Regions from separate parts of the Mus musculus genome. Here regions 1, 2, 3, 4, 6 and 7 are each linked to region 5. The links are chromatin contacts, called in public HiCAR-type and promoter capture Hi-C maps. All regions are on one chromosome and are shown on one strand. Each heading gives the region's core, a stretch centred on a gene start, on an enhancer-like site or on the middle of the called end of the contact. The rest is flanking DNA. Distances are from core to core; before and after follow the strand shown. Region 1 holds the start of Eed (embryonic ectoderm development). Region 2 holds the start of Ccdc89 (coiled-coil domain containing 89). Region 3 holds the start of 2310010J17Rik (RIKEN cDNA 2310010J17 gene). Region 4 holds the start of Tmem126a (transmembrane protein 126A). Region 5 holds the start of Ccdc90b (coiled-coil domain containing 90B). Region 6 holds the start of Hikeshi (heat shock protein nuclear import factor). Region 7 holds the start of Ccdc83 (coiled-coil domain containing 83).

What was found. Promoter capture Hi-C pulls out the DNA fragments that hold promoters and counts their contacts. HiCAR-type assays count read pairs that join an accessible place to other places.
Region 1: a contact with region 5 is called in a HiCAR-type map of astrocytes, with 5 times the contacts expected there. The contact joins the promoter of Eed here to the promoter of Ccdc90b in region 5. A contact is called at or near these places in 2 of 39 promoter capture datasets (both in liver) and 1 of 115 datasets of contacts at active chromatin or transcription factors (astrocytes).
Region 2: a contact with region 5 is called in a promoter capture Hi-C map of liver, with 2.6 times the contacts expected there. The contact joins the promoter of Ccdc89 here to the promoter of Ccdc90b in region 5. A contact is called at or near these places in 3 of 39 promoter capture datasets (cranial neural crest, liver and maxillary cranial neural crest).
Region 3: a HiCAR-type map of astrocytes shows a contact between it and region 5, with 4 times the contacts expected there. The contact joins the promoter of 2310010J17Rik here to the promoter of Ccdc90b in region 5. A contact is called at or near these places in 2 of 39 promoter capture datasets (liver and pre-B cells) and 1 of 115 datasets of contacts at active chromatin or transcription factors (astrocytes).
Region 4: a contact with region 5 is called in a HiCAR-type map of astrocytes, with 4 times the contacts expected there. The contact joins the promoter of Tmem126a here to the promoter of Ccdc90b in region 5. A contact is called at or near these places in 7 of 39 promoter capture datasets (the C10 cell line, cranial neural crest, frontonasal cranial neural crest and 3 more) and 2 of 115 datasets of contacts at active chromatin or transcription factors (astrocytes and stem cell-derived neural progenitor cells).
Region 6: a promoter capture Hi-C map of liver shows a contact between it and region 5, with 12 times the contacts expected there. The contact joins the promoter of Hikeshi here to the promoter of Ccdc90b in region 5. A contact is called at or near these places in 5 of 39 promoter capture datasets (the C10 cell line, hippocampal neurons, liver and 1 more).
Region 7: a contact with region 5 is called in a HiCAR-type map of astrocytes, with 5 times the contacts expected there. The contact joins the promoter of Ccdc83 here to the promoter of Ccdc90b in region 5. A contact is called at or near these places in 1 of 39 promoter capture datasets (liver) and 1 of 115 datasets of contacts at active chromatin or transcription factors (astrocytes).

Annotation. Positions count from the first base shown.
Region 1 is chr7:89,979,645-89,982,344 of GRCm38.p6, forward strand. It overlaps Eed (embryonic ectoderm development), which reads right to left and starts at 1,332. Exons shown (of 12, transcript NM_021876.3): 1 at 768-1,332. The coding sequence starts at 881. RefSeq lists a promoter at 1,168-2,700, an enhancer at 1,591-1,627 and cis regulatory regions at 1,599-1,606, 1,802-1,809.
Region 2 is chr7:90,424,966-90,427,665 of GRCm38.p6, forward strand. Ccdc89 (coiled-coil domain containing 89) reads left to right here and starts at 1,347. Exons shown (of 1, transcript NM_027298.1): 1 at 1,347-2,700. The coding sequence starts at 1,619.
Region 3 is chr7:90,128,549-90,131,248 of GRCm38.p6, forward strand. 2310010J17Rik (RIKEN cDNA 2310010J17 gene) reads right to left here and starts at 1,388. Exons shown (of 3, transcript NR_046007.1): 1 at 1,324-1,388. Picalm (phosphatidylinositol binding clathrin assembly protein) reads left to right here and starts at 1,665. Exons shown (of 20, transcript NM_001360867.1): 1 at 1,665-2,154. The coding sequence starts at 2,025.
Region 4 is chr7:90,455,936-90,458,635 of GRCm38.p6, forward strand. Tmem126a (transmembrane protein 126A) reads right to left here and starts at 1,268. Exons shown (of 5, transcript NM_025460.3): 1 at 1,137-1,268.
Region 5 is chr7:92,559,823-92,562,522 of GRCm38.p6, forward strand. Ccdc90b (coiled-coil domain containing 90B) reads left to right here and starts at 1,327. Exons shown (of 9, transcript NM_025515.3): 1 at 1,327-1,813. The coding sequence starts at 1,714.
Region 6 is chr7:89,939,934-89,942,633 of GRCm38.p6, forward strand. It overlaps Hikeshi (heat shock protein nuclear import factor), which reads right to left and starts at 1,271. Exons shown (of 5, transcript NM_026304.3): 1 at 1,036-1,271. The coding sequence starts at 1,065.
Region 7 is chr7:90,264,116-90,266,815 of GRCm38.p6, forward strand. Ccdc83 (coiled-coil domain containing 83) reads right to left here and starts at 1,317. Exons shown (of 11, transcript NM_183293.1): 1 at 1,209-1,317.

The DNA.
Region 1 (2,700 bases), core at 82-2,581, 2.6 Mb before region 5:
ATAGTATTTTTTTTTTTTTTTTTTTTTTTTTTTTTTTTTTACGGGGCGGCATTTCTCTAAGCACCGACTTCCCTTAATCTTCACACTTGGCTCAAGTACAGAATTTACCACGGTGGCCTGAAATCTTCCAATCCCTTTACATTAAGCAAAAACTTTCAAACTGTTCCCTCCTTTGCCTTAATCAAAGGTGGCTCCCCCTCTACGATCTTCTCGATTCTACTCCTTCCACAAAAAAGTCGACACGAAGGCACACCGCACTTCCATGGAAAGGGGCATACATAACCGCACGGTCACGTAAACCCAAGCCAGAGATCTATACTTTCCATCCTGAAGATCCCGTAGTGCTCTACAGTGACACAGCCCCTCGGATCCTTACGAGGACCCTTCGTACCAACTTTCCTGGGGAAAACTGAACCTCTTACCTCGAGCATGCCTTTTAAACCAGTAAGTACAATCTCAGATTCGCAATCAGCGTCAAGCCCCCAAAGGCACAAACTCCGTCTCCCACGCAGGGACGATCTGAGCGGACCTCGCAGACCCTTTGGGACCTTTAATCCGCTCCTCGACAACTTTCTGCTTGCTATCTGCCGCAGTCCCAGCTCGAAAGCCCCAGCCAAACCGGACTTCCCCGCACGCCTGCGTTCTCCTGAGCGCGGGTGACACCTTTCCCTCCCCCCACGGCCGCCCGCCCGCCGGCCCCGACCGCAGTTACCAAAGAACCTGAAACTTCTACTCCACAGTCCCGGGACAGGCGGGGCTGCACTCACATTTTCGTCTCCCGAGAGGTCCGGGTTGCTGTTCTCGTCGCTGCTCAACTTCTGCTTCTTGGCCGCGGGCATGTCTGTTCCCGCCGGCGCAGTCGACACTTCCCTCTCGGACATGTTCCTCCGCCTCCCTCCAGGTTCTTGCCGCCTCGGGCGGGGCCTCCGCCACACCGCCGTCAAGCACGCCCGGCCCGAGCCTGCCGCAAAGCTGCCGGCGCCGCCACCGCCGCCGCCCCCCCCACTGTCGCAAATCGCGCCCAGCCGCCGAGGCGGGCGTGCGTGCGACCCCGCCACACTGCTGAAAAAGGGGCGCGCACGCGCGCGCCCTCCCGCACGGCTTCCCGGCTGCTTCCCGTCCCTTGGTCCGGGCGGGCGGTTTTCCCGCCGCCCTCTCGACACTTTGCACCGAGGCGTCGGATCTGCTGGCTCAGAGGGCAGGGGTTTCCTACGTCCCCCTTCCCCACCAGCGCCTAGAGACGAGGCGGAACTCAAAGGGCTGCTCCCTCACCCCCTTCCTGGCCAAGACGTTTCATCCGCAATTGGCTCAATCCTTCGATCTCCGACCCGCTGCAAACGAACGAAAGTCTGTGGCCTGGATCGGCCCACCACTGCTCCCGAGGGAGGGGGGAGGAAAGAGAAGTCACCTCTTGTTTTAGGGGGTCTGTGTCTACGGTCCCTGATGCGGAGCTCGGGAGAACAACTTCGAGTTAGTGTTTACGGAACTTCTCACAGCCTAGATTCTTTTTTTGAAGGGAGAGATTCAAAATCTATAGGCTGTTCCCTGCTCGCCTCCCCCATCGGGCACATGGACGGGTCCCACCTGCAGGTGCGCATGCGCTGAGGCGTATTCTCGCGCTGGGTTACGGAGACGACAGGCCGCCTCCTGGCCCCTCCTCCCCTCGGTTCTGTCTGCTGAACCAGGTAGTCTTTCCACCGGTTTCTGAAGCTTCGGGGAGGATTTCAAAACGGTACCAAATCAGTGCCTACGGACACGCCTCCGTTCTGGGCAGATATTTTATCTAATAAATACTTATTACAATGATTGGTTATATTCAACCGGTTGGTGCCACTATTGGCTTAAGTAAGCCTGTATTTTAAATTACATATTTAGACTTAAGTAAAAATACCTTGTGATGCATGATACATTCTAGTAATCCAACATCGGAAGGGCAACAACGGAAGTACTGCCTGCTCGCCTCAATCTTTAGATCATCCTGGTCGACATAGCAAGTTCCGAGCCAATCAAGGCTATTTACTAAAAACCTGTTTGAAAAAAAATTTTTTTAATTGTATGGATCGGACAGAGTATGGGGGCATGCCTTTTATTCCAGCACTAGGGTGTCAGAGGCAGGTCGATTGCAGTGTGTTAGAGCTACACACTGGTTTGGTCTACACGAGGAGTTCCAGGACAGCCTGGGCTTCGTTATAGACCCTCTTTCCAAAAATAAATAAATAAAAATTACATGGTTCTGAATTGTCATAATTCATAGTCTTAAGTGTTCGTTTTAGCTGTTGAAAGCTGAGGCTCTAGGAAACTGACAAGACCTATAAGTCACTGTGAGCAACTGCATGAGTTTGTGAGACTTAGGTAAAAGGCAATTTTTTAATATAGGGAAAGGTAACTAAATTTGCCCGTATCATTAAAAACTCTTTAATTTTTCATTTTTAGATTAAAAAAAATGTGTGTATGAGTGTGTGTATGTCTGTGCCCCACATGTCTGTACTGGTACACAAAGTCAGAGGATGTTGGATCCCTGGGACTGGAGTCACTAACGTTTGCGAGCCAGCCTGTAGCCAGTCTGTAGCCAGCCTGTAGCCAGCCTGTAGCCAGCCTTAACCACTGAGCCAGCTCACTTGTCCCCTCAGGTACAATCTTGACAGACAAATAATAAATTTGTGAGCCTTGTGGATTTGGTGGGTGTATTGTTAAGCCATG
Region 2 (2,700 bases), core at 97-2,596, 2.1 Mb before region 5:
TATTCCTCCTCCTGCACCCTCAATAAATCTTTTGAAGTTCTTTGCTTTAATTTAGAAAAAAAATCTATCGATTTTGATGTTACAGAAGTTAATTTGTACTTAACAAAATACATTTTTAAATGTGGAAAAACTATTCAATAAAGATCTCTGAATATCTGTTATGTGTGTGGGCCTTAGGTAGGTAGGGAGGGAGGGAGACAGTTATTCCAACCCGGAGAAACAACTGATGTTAATATTTTGAGAGTTTTTCCTGTTCTTAGAAAATATATTTTATAATTTCAGTTTGTTATATCACATAACCATATAAGGTAATCAACAAATACAATGTTCACTATATGTAAAACAAGAAGAGACACATTCAAATTTTCTGGTCATTTGCTCTTTATATTCTGGATGAAAGTCAGTTAAGAGTGTCTATGCTAACTAAAAGTGCTTTAACTGTATTGAGAGCCAGTAACTGTCCTTGTGGGGAGCTGTTTGTTTGAAATAATCTGAAGAAGAAGGAGGAGGAAGAGGAGGAGGGGGAGGAGGAGGAGGAGGAGGAGGAGGAGGAGGAGGAGGAGGAGGAGGAAGAAGAACCTTGTGCAAAGCTTCTGCCATCTACCTCATAATAATTAAGAAGCTTGGAATCTAAATATCCAAAAGAAACAGCTAATTGAGCATTATCATGTTTAAAGGGAAATCATAATTAATGAGAATTATATCCATTTATTTTTACTGACTTTGGTGGATGAAATACCATCTAATTTTTGCTTGCATTTGTTGGATCATTCTTGAGATTCATTGCTCAGCTGTTTCTGTCTCGTTTTTAAAATGTATTTATTTATTTCTCTTTCAACATGGTGCTCTATTAATGCTTCTAAGGTTTTTATTAATATGTCAATCTTATCTGACACTTTTATACACACTCGACTATCACTCTTGGCGTCTTGTCAAACAGACTTGTATCTCCATGTTTCCAGTGTGCAAGGCACAAGTGTAATCAACCATCATGGGGTGTGTTGTTGTTTTGGTTTGGTTTTTGGTTTTTGTTTCTGATTTGATTGCATCTGTATTGTTCATTGCGTTTCTGTCTGTCCATTTATTTTCCCAATAGATAAACAGGAGGATTGAGTGTCTAACTAAAGGTGTCCACTCCCAAAGATAAGGTTAGAGTTAAGGGAAACAAAAGAAATTTCATTTATAGCAGCTGAGCTAAGACTTGGGTCCAGACTCTCCTTTGTGTGCACCCATGGCGAATTGTTTCTATAGACAGCAGTTTCTTTTCAGAATAAAGAGCAGAGTAAGTCACTGTAAGCTTACTTTGTTTACTCTTATGAGAAATCAGGATTTGTAGAGAATAGGAAGCTGACTTTGTGGAAGGCTTATGTCTTTGCGGCACAGGCGGGACAGTGGCAGTGAACTAAGAACTGTGATTGGTTTAAACGACATGCGTAGCCTGACCAGATTGGCCCTGAACTCCCCCTATTACCTCACTGCGTTCTGCAGGCCTGTCCACCAATTATAGGACTCCTTACTGGAAAAACCAACCGCTGGAGAGTGCCAAGCGTCCATAGCAACGCCCCTTTGAAATCAGAAGGGGGAAAGACTGAAGTCAGTTCTCCCGCAGAGCGCGTCTATGCCGCAGGAGGAGAAGACTCTTAGGATGGATACCCCACCCCCCGACGAGATCTTAGGAAAACAAAACGAAAACCTGCAAAACCAGGATGAGGAATTGGGGTTTAAGGAAATGGACGGTCTGAGAGAAGCTTTGGCCAACCTTAGGGGACTGTCTGAGGAGGAGAAGGGCGAGAAGGCAATGCTTCGCTCCCGCATCCAAGAGCAATCCCAGCTCATCTGCATCCTGAAACGCAGATCCGACGAGGCCCTGGAACGCTGCCAGATCTTAGAACTGCTCAACTCGGAGCTGGAGGAGAAGAGGCTGCAGGAGATGGAGAAGTTGAAGGCCCAGAGTGAGCACATCCAAAAGCTGGAGAATCACTTCATGATCCTGGCATCCAACCACGAGCAGATGATTCGCTTCAAGGATGCGCACAAGAGTGAAAACGTCAAGCTGAAAGAGGAGAATGCGAGGCTGAGGCAGGAAAACAACAGCCTCTTCAGCCAGGCTCTGAAAGACCAGGAGGCTAAGGTACTGGAGCTCACTACACTCAACAAGGCCCTGGTGGAGGAACTGGAGGTCTTGAAACAGAGATGCGCTCACGAAGCTAGCCAGGCTCAGGCCCGAGAGGAGGAGCTGCTGGGCCTGCAGAACCAGCAAGCCTGTGACCATGCCAAGGAGACCGAGGAGCTGCGCAGCCAGCTGCAGAGCATCAAACAGCAACACCAGCAGGCCACGGAACAGATGGGAAAGGAGCAAGAGGCTAATCTCAACCTGAACCAGGAGCTGCAGGCCAGGCTGCAGACTGTCCTGCGAGAGAAAGAGGAGCTGCTGCAGCTGTCCATGGAGAGAGGCAAGGTGCTTCAGAACAAACAGGCTGAGATCCGCCAGCTTGAGGAGAAGTTGGAGACAGCAGCCATGGCTAAGAAGCATGCGCTGGAACGCTTTGAGCAAGAGGCAGTGGCCGTTGATAGCAACCTGAGAGTTCGCGAGCTTCAGCGCAGGGTAGATGGGATCCAGAAAGCTTATGATGAGCTGCGTCTGCAATCAGAAGCCTTCAAAAAGCACAGCCTGGATCTCTTAAGCAAAGAGAGAGAGCT
Region 3 (2,700 bases), core at 138-2,637, 2.4 Mb before region 5:
TAACTGGATAGTTGGTTAAACAATGATAAAGAAATTAGCTAAGAAATTAGTAGAATAGTTTGAGAATAAAAGAAATTATAATGGATTAAAACTTGCACACACATGTGGGTCACGTGAACATGCATACATGAGTACACACCACAGACAAAAACCAACCAAACAAAAATTCCCGGTCATTCCACTGCCTGATAAACACAGGGTACCAAATTACAAATGGAATGCAGATGCACCAAAGGGAGTTTTACAGTTTTGTGAATTCTCAAGCTGGTGTGACAAGAATGAAACCTGCAGCCTTAATAAGAATTGTGAGTTCTTGCCAAAATCACCGTGCTTCAGAATGGCGTGTGAGATAGAAAGGGAATGTGAAGAGACCACAGAATTCCTCATACCACACACAATTTTAAACATCTATTAGCTTTTCATCCGTTGAGAGTTAACAGATTTAAGCGCAATATTCTAGATTTGGTTGGCAGATGGTGTACACAGATTTTGAGTACGCTCGAATCTCATTTGAAACTAGCAAGATTACATAGAACCATGATGGTAACTTAACATTCACAGAGAATTTAAAATTTATCCCTAACTCTTGAGTTAAATGTGGAGCACTAGTAACATTTAAAAAGGCTTTGTTCATAGATCTTCTGGATTTCATAGATCTAAGTCTCGGGATGTAATACTGGTCTAAAATGCCTACAGGGCAGAGTCAATATCTTTCCATGGAAATCTGGCTCACACAAGAGGAGAAAAGAGGCCAAAGGGAAGAAAGGCTAAACCAGGGGAGATCGCAGGTACTGATGTCTGACTCTGAATGGGACTTCTCCTTTTACCGAGCTGTCTCACTTCCTTCTATGGTGTGGACCTTTAATCTCGCTGGTTGTCAGCCTTGTAGGGTCAAGTTAATCACTGTTGACATCACCCTACTACTTCCCTTTTCAAATTCCACTGAAGCTATGTGTTTCCTGTCGTATTTGACACCGCAGAGAATGAATACCGGGCTGGCTTCTATCTAAATTTAGACTGGCAGGAACGTGGCGACTCTTAGTAAGTCGAGATAAACAAAACTAGGTGACGTTTCCAACACTCTCAAAGAAGACGAGGGGGTGAAAAAAAAAAAAAAAGCCCCAAAGCCCTGTTACTAAAAGGGAGAGCGGGGTGCATTTGAAGAGGCCTGTGTGTAGGCTCAGAAAGAGACTGGCTGGAGCCGTTTTCTTTAAGGCAGGAGGAGGGCCGTGGGGTCGGCGCCAAATTGAGCGAGGCGAAGCCCCGGAGCCCAGGCACCTCCAGTTCGGGGTGAAAACTACGCACAGGCAGCAGCTGCCTCACCTCTTTGTCAAGCCCACGGCGTCAGCCTCTGACACGAGGGCGGGCGTCCTCGCCTCCGGGGTGAAAGAGGGGCGCAGCGGGCCGCCCCTCCCCCCCGCCCCCCTACGACACGCGGGGCCCTGCCTCGGGCGACCTGTTGGCAGGGCGCGTCACGTGACGCGGCGGGCCGCGCCGTCCCCCGCGGGCGGGCCTCCTGTTGCGCCCGCCGGGCGGGTTCCACCACGTAGCGCGCGGGCGCCGCCCCGCTCTTCCCTCGCCGGAGCGAGGGAGGGGGGCGCGCCGGAGAGGAAAGGGAAGGGAGAAGGGGCGGGAGGAAGCGAGCAGGGGGCGGAACCCGAGTCACGTGACCTAGGGGCAGCCCGGAAAGCTCCGAGGAGGAGCCTGGCGCCGCCATTTTCCTGCAGCTGCCTGGCCCTCTTACCCGGTCGGGCTCCAGCTGACCAGGGAAGGGGTGGGCCGAGGCTGAGGCGCGGGACCCGGGAGTGGCCCCGACTTGGTGTGGGAGCCCGCCGGGGGAACACGCGAGCCGGGGCTCTCGGAGCGGGTGGCGGCGCGCGGCCCTGAGCCCCGCCCCAGGCCGGCAGGCGGGCGGGGAGCCGGTGGGGGTAGGGGGTGCGGTGGGGGGTGGGGACCCTCGGGCGCTTGGGGGTCCCAGGCCCCGCCGGCTGCGGAGCGGAAGGGGTGGCGGACGAGCCGCAGAGATGTCTGGCCAGAGCCTGACGGACCGAATCACCGCGGCCCAGCACAGTGTCACTGGCTCCGCGGTATCTAAGACAGTATGCAAGGCCACGACCCACGAGATCATGGGCCCCAAGAAAAAGCACCTGGACTGTGAGTGAAGACCCCCCGCATCCTCTCCCGACCCCTCTCCATCGTCCTCCTCTCTCTCTTGGGCTGCCTCTTCCCTCCCTGCGTCTTATCTGCACGATGGCTCCTGTGCCTGGTCGAGCTGTGTGTTCTTTTCTGCTCCCATCACACCTGCCTTTAACGGCCTCTGCTCTTCTCTCAAAAGAGAGAAAAAAAATGTGACAATCCATTGCGCCCCCAGAGATCCCCTGAGACCCTCGCCTCCTAGCCCCCGGCACCACCAAGCCCATCGCGCTCCACCAACTTGCCTCCCACCCAGCTCCTCACTCAGACTCCTCTCCCAGCTACTGCAGCCCCTTTTGCCCTTCCATCCCACCCGTCCCGTACCTCCTAGCAGCCGTCCGCTCAGTGATTCCCCGGCTAATGTCTCCAGGACTCAGGCTCACCGCCCCATTGTTCCATTAGCTTTTTAAAATTCCCTTTCCTTTCTTTTTTTTTTTTTTTTTTTTTTTCGTATTTCCGTACTAACTCTGCTTGGTGGGACCAGATTTCTGTCACTTCTCAGCTCTT
Region 4 (2,700 bases), core at 18-2,517, 2.1 Mb before region 5:
AGCCTCACATCATGAGAGAAAGCCAACATCCAGTAAACAACAAAAACATGAGGTGGAAGCTAAGATAACAGGGATGTCATTAGGTACACAGGTAATTAGTTTCACTTGGAAGCATTCAGGAAAGCTGTGACATCTGCTGGTGGAACTATAAGTTGTATTTCAAGTGTAATAGCCACTTTGTAAAGATGATTAGGTGTCAAGGGTTAGAAAGGGCTCAGTAGTTTTGAGAGAACACTATTGCAAAGAACAAGGGTTCCAGGGGACTGGAATCCTCTTCACCCTTCATAGGCATTGCAGGCATGTGGACACATGATGAAAGATTCGAGCCCTAGCACCCACGTCAAAGCTCACACACAGCTGTAACTTCAGGCCTAGGGTGATCTAATGCCCTTTTCTGGCCTGAGCAGGCATGGTACACATAGGATGAATATCAGTGTAGAATGGTGGATTCGTTTTTACTAGATTGGGCTCTTTAAAAACATACTTCCTGGTGACAGGAAAAAAGTCTGCAACCTGTGGTGATACCTCTACTATTGGGAAGCTGAGGCCGGAGGGTTGTGAGTTCCTGGATGTACTCCAAGACCCTATTTCAAAAGATAAAACAGTAGTAGCAATAAACCAAAACTCAGAAATAACCTGATAATAAATCAGCCTGTCTTGGGTCACCATTCGTATTAGTTAGCTGTGACAGCACTGGAACAATGTCTTACCAAATCTTGGGTACCTGTTGTATATATACAATGATTTGGAAAATGCTGCATGTGCAAAATTCCATAAATCTTGACTTAAAAATTAACCTCGAAAGTAAAATACAGATTTAGCGGTTTAGATCAGGATCCCAGGATTCAAGTCCTGTTTCTTCTTCCTGGTATTATTTCTCAGTTAATAAATCCCCATCAAAGACAAAGACACCTTGAAATACTACAAAGATCTCTGAAAGTTTCTGCATAAAAACCAAGCATCGGAAAATTAAACGTAGCAATTTGTAAATTGGCAGTGATTCTTCAACTCAATCAATTCAGCCAGGTCTTCCCCCTCACGGGTGGAAAGTGAAGACCGGGTCAGCACACACAGCGTTCCCCACCCTCGTGGCCACCCCGCGCCTCTCCCAGCGCGACATTGGCACAGCTACTCACCATTCGGCAGAATGAAGGCAGCTAATGGCAGCCTCCCCAGCCGCCGGTGCTTGCCCGGGTCCTCCCGCGCCGAGTCTACCGCAACCTTCGCTAGGGTCGTCTGAGCTCCATCTTTGGCTCACACGTGACTCTGTCTCCGCCTCTGTTTCCTGTCCACGGGCTTCCGGTCCAGGAGACGCTAAACTGTGGACTAGCGGTGAGGACTGGCGAGTCCGCTATAGCCCATCCCGGGTACAGCCTGCAGAAACAGCGGTGTGGCGGTGGCTGGGCTCGACACCACCCCGCCTGGGCACGCAGCCCGACTTCCGAGTCCCCGATCCTGGCGTAGGTTGCATGGCAGCCGCTAGGCTACGGGCTGATGAAGGCAACGTTGGCAGTGAAGTTAGCCTGAGATTGACTTTTTGCTCCATCTCGCTCTTGGATCTTTGTGCCATGTTATGCTGTGGGTGACTTCCAGCAGAACGTGAGCAATTCCAGAGCGAGTGCTTTTTTTTTGTTTTGTTTTGTTTTCCTCAGCATTCCCCATGTCCTCTAGAACACTGCTTCTGTGAAACAGGGTTAACGGAATGTAGTGAAAAACTAACGGTTCAAAAGTAAGGGAGCCGCACGTGATAACGTACGCCTTAATCCCAGAATTCAGTAGCCTGAGGCAGGGGGATTTCTGTGAATTCCAGGCCAGTCTGGTCTGCGTACAGTGTGAATTCCAAACAAAACAGCCAGGGGGAGGCTTAGGGTATAAGTCAGCACCACTGGGAACCAATGTTGTGAGTTTCCGTCTCAGTTTTCATCTGCATCTGTAAAACAGGAAAGGACAAAATTCTTTACCTGGTTATTTTGTAAAATTGTGAGTAGACTATAAAGACGCTTACCAAACTGAGAGGCCTGGAATTTATCAGAAGACTAATGAGTAAGATCCCTGTCCCGAAAGATTCCTGTCCCGAGAGGCATCAAGTCAATTCTAGTTTTTTTGTTTTTGTTTTTATTTATTTATTTATTTATTTATTTATCTATCTATTTATTTATTTCTAAATAAGACTGTACTCCAATTCCTGTGGAACCAAACCCCGGTCCTCTGCAGGAGCAGCAATTACTCTTAACCAATGAGCGGGGTGTTTGTTTGTTTTTCCCCAGTCCTTTTTACACTTTCCTTGTCCGGTGCTGGCATTAGGGTAGCGCTGACTTATTAGTGTCATTTAGCAACTGTTCACTTTTGGGAGCGTTTGTATCATTTTGATGTCATTTGCTGAATGTTTGGTAGAATCATCACGGGAGACTTCTAAGCCCAGAGTTTTCCTGATTGATAGAATTGTAATATAAATTCAGCATCTATAATAGATATTTCACTGTTCTATGCGTAGATACCTTTTAGATTGAACATCAAAACTTTTCTCAGAACAATTGAAATGTCCATTTGGTCCAAAATTTCAAGCTTATTGGATTAAACTGTTGATAAATATTTCCTTATGTTTTTAATATCTGTGTATCCTGCAGTGACCTCATATGTCTTCTCTTGATAGTGTTTTATTGAATCTTTGAAGCCTGATCAGTCTAGCTAGTGTGATCT
Region 5 (2,700 bases), core at 77-2,576:
CAACATCCCACTCTCAGCTGGACTAGAAGATTAATTGTTTAAAAACTTACATGATACTAAGATATTACTGTTTCCTTATTCTCTACCTTCTCCTGTTTTTCTATTACAAGTTCTTGTGAAAAAATATAAAAGCAAAATTCTGGGCCTTTAGGCCCAGGCTTGGGAATGTGACTCAATGCTCCAAGGTATGCTAGTCATAAAACAGACATTCCTCTACCCACCGCTTCCTGGGTTCAAAGAGTGTTCATTCAAAGAAAGTTACCCTGACCCCCCCCCCCTGACCATTGCTGGAACCCGCTATGCAAATGTGCCATTGTTAGGGGCTCTTAGAAACTGTCTTGAGAGATAACCCGAACAATTACCAGGTATTCCTTGTGACTCTTGTGACTTTGCACTTCCTTTTGACTCTTAACTGGTATCTTTGGTATTTTCCAACAATGCCTTCCCCACTTCCTTGAGTTGTGGTTTCTTCCTTTAAATACCCCCTTACCCAGCTACTTGGGGCGCCAGGGACCTCTACCCCTGCGTGGTGTATTACTGTGGTCCCGAGAGCACTCTTGAATTAAAAGTCCTCTTGCAGTTTGCAGCAAGACCGTTTCTCATGCGTGATTTGGGGTGTCGCCTCTCCTGAGTCAGAACGTGGGGGAGTCCTCATGTTGTGGGTCTTTCACTTGGAGAGCAGAAATCCTTATAATCCCCACATAGCCTGGGAAAAAAATCCTGTACAGTAAGAACTTAAATTGTTGTTGGAATTCTTTCTTTGTTCTTCGAATTATTAATCTTTAAACCTAGCTGGCATTCAGATATTTCTGAAAATGAAATTGGAAAATATTTTAAAGTCTAGAGTGCTTCGCTTGAATACCAGGGACCCACCTGGCAGCCCAGGAGAACTGTCTCTCCTGTCTCTGTCCCTAGTACCCACGACAGAATCATTTTAATTTCCTTCTATGTGTAATCTACTAAAGTGCTTGCTGGTGGGAACCAAGTTTTGTTTTTAATGAGCTTCAGTGCTTGAAATGGTGGCTGGTGGGTAGCTGATTCCCACAAAGTTGCAATCTGGGTAAGCGACAGACTAGTTAGTACATTGCTTTCAAGGTTTTACCAGGTGGGGCAATGACTTTGGTAACTGAAGTTGGAGAATGTTAAATCATGAACAATGCCGACCCAGGAAATGGAGAATTTTCGTTTCCCTGAAGAAAAGGCCTAAAACAGTTGGTCCTCCAGTGCACCAGAGGGCCAAGCAGAGAGACGCGAAACTGCAAGTGTGTGATACGCTTTGGACTTCCACGGGCACTGGTCGATGCTACAACGCGGTCTCATCCCCACAATCCTCAGCAGCAAGGACTGCGGGTCCCATGATGCTATGCTGCTACGCTGGATTCGGTCTGGGAAGCTTGCTGCGGGACTAACTCGCCGCCCGCAAATGGGCGCCAGAAGGTTCTCCAAGACCCCGCTTTCTTAGGGCGGTAAAGGCGGGAAGAGATGGGAAAAGGGCGATGTGCTAGGGGGATAAGCTCTGAGTCGTGTTAAGTGTGGCTCTGTGAAGAGGCCTAGCTTTGTAGAAGAAAAACCTCTCAAGTAGGTGCTTTGGTGACAGACCGGAAACTACATTTCCCAGCATCCTGATGGTGAGAGGACTTCATTGTCCGAAAGCCTCAGCGAAAATCAACGCGTATTCCGCTTCCCCTTGCTGACCTGCGGGGCTCCGAGACTATGAGGAGCCGCTGGATTTGGCGGTTCCTGCGCCCTGACGGCGGCGGAATCCGCTGGACTTCAACTCCTCATGGGCGTCTGTCACCCGCCCTGCGGAGAGGTGAGACGAAGACTCGCTCAGGGAGAAGGTTCGGGCGGGTGTGCCCGCTCAGGCGTCCGCGAGAGTGACACACCCCCTGCAGGGCCCCGCCCACCCGCGCAGAGCCACCCGCGAGCTCCGGGGATGGTGGGTCTTGGGCGTTCCAGACAGGGTCTGGCTGGAGGGCTTCCTTCCTCCTAGACCCAGCCCCTGCGGACCTGCGCCTCCTCTCGGCTTGAGTTGGTGGGGGCGCGGGGCGGGGTTCCGTCTCCATTTATGAACTCTTAGGTAGTTTGCGGGTGTTCTGATTTACAAATCACATAGTAGGGTTTTGTTTTGTTTTTTAAGTGTCCTGGAACCTATGCGTTTCCAAACACTTTGTTAGTCTGTATATCCTGGAGAATATCTTACTTTACTCTGAGAACTATTTCCAAGGCTTTTTTTTATACTTGTGCTTTTCAGTTTTTCCGCCGTAAAAGGCATCCCAACCTCCACATTTCGTTCTTCCTGGATCTGTGTATGATGATAAACTGAGTTATTCAGTACCCAAAAACACTTCTCCGCCCTCCACACTTGTGTGGTTTTGTTGTTTGCCACTGTTTTGTTTTCACCCTGTTATTTAATTGTATTTGTTCCGCTGACTTTCAATCAAGGCTGCCCTTGCAAGGCTACTGTTTAGCTGCTAGAATTAGTCACATCTTTGAATCCATATTTAGGTAGTTATTATAAATACACATTCTGGTGGACTTTTCAGAAAAGGGTGGCGAGGTGGGTCCACTGGTAGAAACTTGTGCTGCACACAAGCATAACAACACAAAGTTGAACCCCCAGCCACTTCCAGGTTCAATAAAAGCTGCCCTATCAAAGACTTAGGAAGGGCATGACAGAGCAGGATACAAAGACCTCCT
Region 6 (2,700 bases), core at 21-2,520, 2.6 Mb before region 5:
ACTGGGACATTCCAAAAGCTATTGACCAGGGTTAGCACTACCTCACCTCCACAGGAGCCTCCCATTCACTGCAGACAGAAGTCCATGGTTTCTTGGAACCACGTGTTTTTCTTAAGAGCAGCGTGTATAGAATACATTATCAAAAGCTGGTGAAAACGGAGGCGTGGAGCTCTCGCTTACCACACGTGAGGCACAATTTAACAAAGAGGTTGCAGTATTTAACAAAACAAGGAGAAACAAAACAAGAATAGCTCTAAAGAGAAAGGAGTCACGTCTCAAGACGGATACATCGCTGGTTTCTAAAGAGCAAACAAGATTCACTCTGGTTACTCCTCAACCACTCCCGCACTCATTTCATTTCATTTCATTCTAAGGCTCTGGCTAAGCAAGGGCATCTCTCTGACCAAAAAGAAAGCATTGTACTCGAATCCTTTAGTTATCACAGGTACGGCTCACACCTAAATTTCAGTCATTTCTATTAAGCAACTTGCAATTATTGTATTTTAAACTGGGTCGGTAAACTTCTGAAAGGGGGGGGGGGGCCTTCCAAAGACACCAAAAAGGAAAAACAAAACAAAACACCTTCATTGTCCGGAAAATTGAATTTTTCCGAAAACCACTTAGCTTTAGATTACAAATCTCAGCTTTACTTCTAAGTAGCATTATCAATTTACAAGAGTAATTACTACACTATCTACTGAGTGTACGTTCCTGAACAGCAAAGAGAGAAAGACTAGCTCACGAGTTACCACGGTTACGGCGAAATGCCGTACAGAAGGCTGAAATTAACAAGTAACTACAGCACTCAACCCAGCAGGTGGAACAAAATCCGCACTCAACAAAATGCAGTCACATCCTGACAGCCTCGCAAACACAGCTAAGAGTGGGGCCAGCGTCCCATTGCCCGTCCGTCGCACACGCCCAGGAAAAAAAGCACAATGACCAGGTTTCCCCGCGTTCCAAGCGCCGTGCACCGTGCCACCACCCAGCTCTCAGTCACCGACCCCTTCCTGCCACCGCCCGGGCCATCCTCACCAGCCTCCCCGCCACCAGGCAGCCAAACATGGCAGCGCCCTCGGCGCCTCTGCTAGGCCAGCGGGCACCTCAGGCCGGACACCAGGAATTCCGCAGCCACTGTCCTAATTGAACTCAAGAACCTTCCAGAATTTGCAGGAAGGAACGTGACCCTCCACTACATAACAACACAGGAACGCATCTGGGCCGGCGACCTCTGACCCTTCCTTCCTAACTTGCACGCCTCTCCGGAACGAGTACTTCCGGGTCATTACACCCATTTCCTCCTTCTAAGGTAGTAAGGAGGAGCTGGTATCGCGCTAAGACTACAAATCCCATAGTGCAGTGCGCCAGCCTCCCAGAGGGCGAGCCGGGAGAATTTGAAAGTTACTACTGATAGTACATGATTTCCGTGCCTGTGTGAGTCAAAGTTTCTAAAGGTGGTGCTGGGAGAAGACCTTTCTGGCGGTTGTGTAACATTTTAGGAGTAACAATACGCCTTTGCCAGAATCGTTTCACCCAGCCTCTCCTTTCAAAAGCTTAATGGGATAAATATTATCTCCGTTTTATACGGAGGGCAATTGGTTCGGCATAACCTGCCCGGAAGCTTGAAAAATTGATTTTTGGAGCGTAAATTCAAGTTGCAACCAACTTACTGCATTCTTCCTGACAAACATTATATCAAAAATGTTAATATATTTTTATCTCATTTTTATGGCAGTGTCTTATTACCTAGCCCAGGTAGACCTCGAACTTGTGCACTCCTTTCTCAGCCTCCAATTGCTGGAATTATAGGCGTGGACCACTAAAGCTATAGAGGTCCAGAAGTCCTTTTCCCCACTAAATACTAGTTTTAACACGTAGTTGTGTTCTTGCTTATATTTCTTGTAGTGCTTCACTTGTGCTTCCTCCCCGCCCCAACTAATGTGCTGTACAACTGTAGGCAAGCTATATAACAGCTTCATCAGTCAATCATCTGCAAACTGAGACAAATAGACCTATTGGGTTGCTGGAAGGATTAAATGATGAATTAATTGATAACTGCCACTAAGAATAGGGTCTGGTGCTGCTTAGGGAGTTTTGTTGTAAAAATGCCTTTTAAAAAAAATAATAATCTAAGTTTTCTCACTTTGGGGAGTTGTTTTCCAAGACAGGGTTTCTCGATGTAGCCTGAGCTGTTCTGGAACTCACTCTAGACCAGACTGGCATCAAACTCAGATCTGCTTCCCTCTACCTGCTAAATGCTACAATTAAAAGTATCTGATACTAGCTGGGCGTGGTGGCGCACACCTTTAATCCCACACATGGGAGGCAGAGGCAGGCAGATTTCTGAGTTCGAGGCCAGCCTGGTCTACAAAGTGAGTTCCAGGACAGCCAAGGCTACACGGAGAAACCCTGTCTCAAAAAGCCAAAAAATAAAAAAGTGTGTGACACTGCTGCTCATCTTTTGGGATTGGTGTTTGTTTGTTTGTTTTTATTCATTTATTTGTCTCTCTGTTTGTTTGTTTTTTAAATAGACAAGGTTTTGCATAATTTAGACTAGCCTGGACCGTGCTGTGTAGTCGAGGATAATACTGGATTCCTGATCCTTCTCCTCCACCTCCCGAGGGCTGGCATTACACACACACACAGCCCCATAACTGACTGACTTGTCCTTTGAGTTCTGGATGCATTTCCAGAAAAGGC
Region 7 (2,700 bases), core at 67-2,566, 2.3 Mb before region 5:
TGGGAGCAGGTGCATGTGTACAGGTCGACAGTGGATGTTTTCTTTAACTGCCCTCTGCAGTGTATGTTGAGGCAAGGTCTCACACTTGGACCTATAGCTTGCTAACTCAGCGAGTCCAGCTAGTCAGTGGGTTCTGGGATCCATCTCTGCCTCCCAGACACTGCGATTCCACCATGCCCACCGTCCCAACGTTTCTATGGGCACTGGGGATCTAGAACCTGGTCTATATACTCACACAGCTCACATTTCCCCACTGAGTCATCTCCCCATCCCAGCAAAATTCTTTGGAATTCAAGTGTTCATTTATGCCAGGAACGCTTTTTGACCTAGAGAAGGTTTTCTGTCTCACTAGAATGCACTGTTAACAGAATCAGAAATGCACTCCAGCGTTAAAACAAAATGAAGTTGATTTACTTAAGTCCTTTTACAAGTGGTAATTCCATCTAAAATTACTTTAAAATCCTTCACACGTCTTTTCATATAGACTATATATATGTACATAGTCCCAAATAGTGTGAAAATGCAAAGCTTATTCATTTTAGAAAAGTACCATTAAAACCGTTTGTTGAGATCTATGTGTTTAGAAACATGTAGATGAATGACATTGTCACACATCTTTTGGAGGTATCAAGCTTTCCTCAGCTTGGGAACCACTGGGGACACTAGGAGAAGGAAGGAGAAGTGGAACCTCTGATTCCCCACTAAGTCAGTTCAGCACAGGTTTTGGTCCTGTCTGACCCCCAGTTTCTTTCTCCATCTTTTCCATCTCGTTTCAGAACTGTTAAGAGTATTCATAAAGCTTTGAGGAAATTGTGGAGTGGTAGACAGCAACACAAAGGTCTACTTATTCTGTGAGGTTGGGACTCCAAGACACCAAAGGGATGCTTGAGTCTTGGGATACTACCAATCATTATAGATGCCATCACAGCCTCCGCCCCCTTCCGTACTGTGTACCTATAAACCTGTAACAAAACTTAGTATAAATTAAAGATTAATAATACTGGAATAGAACAGTTATCAGATATGACAAACGTTACTTAAACAAAAATGCTTATTTCAGGCATTTTCCATTTAATACCCACCCCTTAAGCCCATCCATCACAAAGATCCTCAGGTACCTGAAACTGATAAAGGGGGACTACTGCATCAGAGGGCTGGGCATCTACTGAGTTAAGAGACTGCGCTAGGACACCCTGAAGGTTACAAACCTTTAAGTTTAGGGCGGCTAAAACCAGGCAGGTATCCCTGTCTCCAGAGTGGTGAAAGAGGGGCACGGCTTGGAGAACCCTTCTCAACAGTTCTTAACCGCTCAGGAACAACGCTCCGAGGGAAAAACCAGAGGGCGCGACCCCAGGCCCATCTCGTGTCAGGGCAAATCAAGAGGAGGGCGTGTCCGCTGTAGTGGGGGAGGGTTCCTATAAAGTTTTGGGGGCAGACTGAAGAAGTCAGAGGTCACACAAGGATGTTAGCTTTCTCCCAGTATCGTCTCCAGCGTTTTCAGGTGAGAATTCCGGGTTGTGGGCTGGTGGTTCTCAAGTACAAATAGCCCAAAGCACTCTCCCTCCCTCCCTTCCAACCCCATCCGGGTCACTTCCCGCTGTTTTCAAAGCGACTGGCATCTTCATCTACTATCCCATTCTGGTTTAGGCACCATGGCGATTCGCGCGCGCCACCTGGCGGGCATATGAGGAATAGTGCGGGTGAGGGAGTGCATGCAGAGGTTAGGGCAGTGGTCCAGTCCTTTCTTCTTTTCCCCCAAGGCCTCTCTCTCCTCTTTTCGAATTCTCTGTGCTTGGAAGGTGGTGTATGTAAATAGGACTCCAGCTTTGTGCGCATGCCTCGCTCGGGTCATTGCAAGCTTATATTTGCTGATATAAAATGACTCCTCTGTGATTTCAAAACAACTCCCCGGGTGTGGGAAGGGGCAGAACTCCTGTGACAGAGGTGCTCTGCTTTTCTGTCTGCGTTTGTCAGCTTGGTTTAACTCTTCAAGTGCTCACAGGGCAACTTGAGGCACTGAAGTCTTTGCATCTGTCTTCTCATTTTACTTTTAAGCGTTTAACAAAGCAATATAGTGCAGTTCAGCCTCATCCTGAAGGCAGTCTATTAAAGCCTCCCATTTCTCTCATTACACTCCAGTAATTTTCTTTTTTTGGCCTGGGAAGTCAGAAGCCAGGCTCTTTTAGGCCTCCGACTCACTTCCAAGTGATCTAGTTGGCTTAAAAAATAGATTAAAACATAGTAAGGAATTTTTAAAAACCTTTTTTGGTTCTTTGTGAATTTTACATTATGCACCCCAATCCCTCTCATTTCCCCATCCATTCATACTCATCCTTGGCCTTTGTAACCTCCCACCACACAAGATAACAACAACAAAAAAATTACAATTGAAAAAAAAATCAGGCCGGGCAGTGGTGGTGCATGTCTTTAATCCCAGCACTTAGGAGGCAGAGGCAGGTGGATTTCTGAGTTCCAGGACAGCCAGGGCTATACAGAGAAACCCCATCTCGAAAACCCAAACGAACCAACCAACCACACAAAACAACAACAACAAACAAACAAGCCACCTGCCCTCCAAAAATGCCTAGTGGAAGCTGTAGTGTATCACAGCGTGTTATACATCTTTACTTGCAACGAGTCGTTGGTCTGGTTGGAGGCTACTGGCTTTTGCTACACTATCAATACTGGGTCCTTACTGGG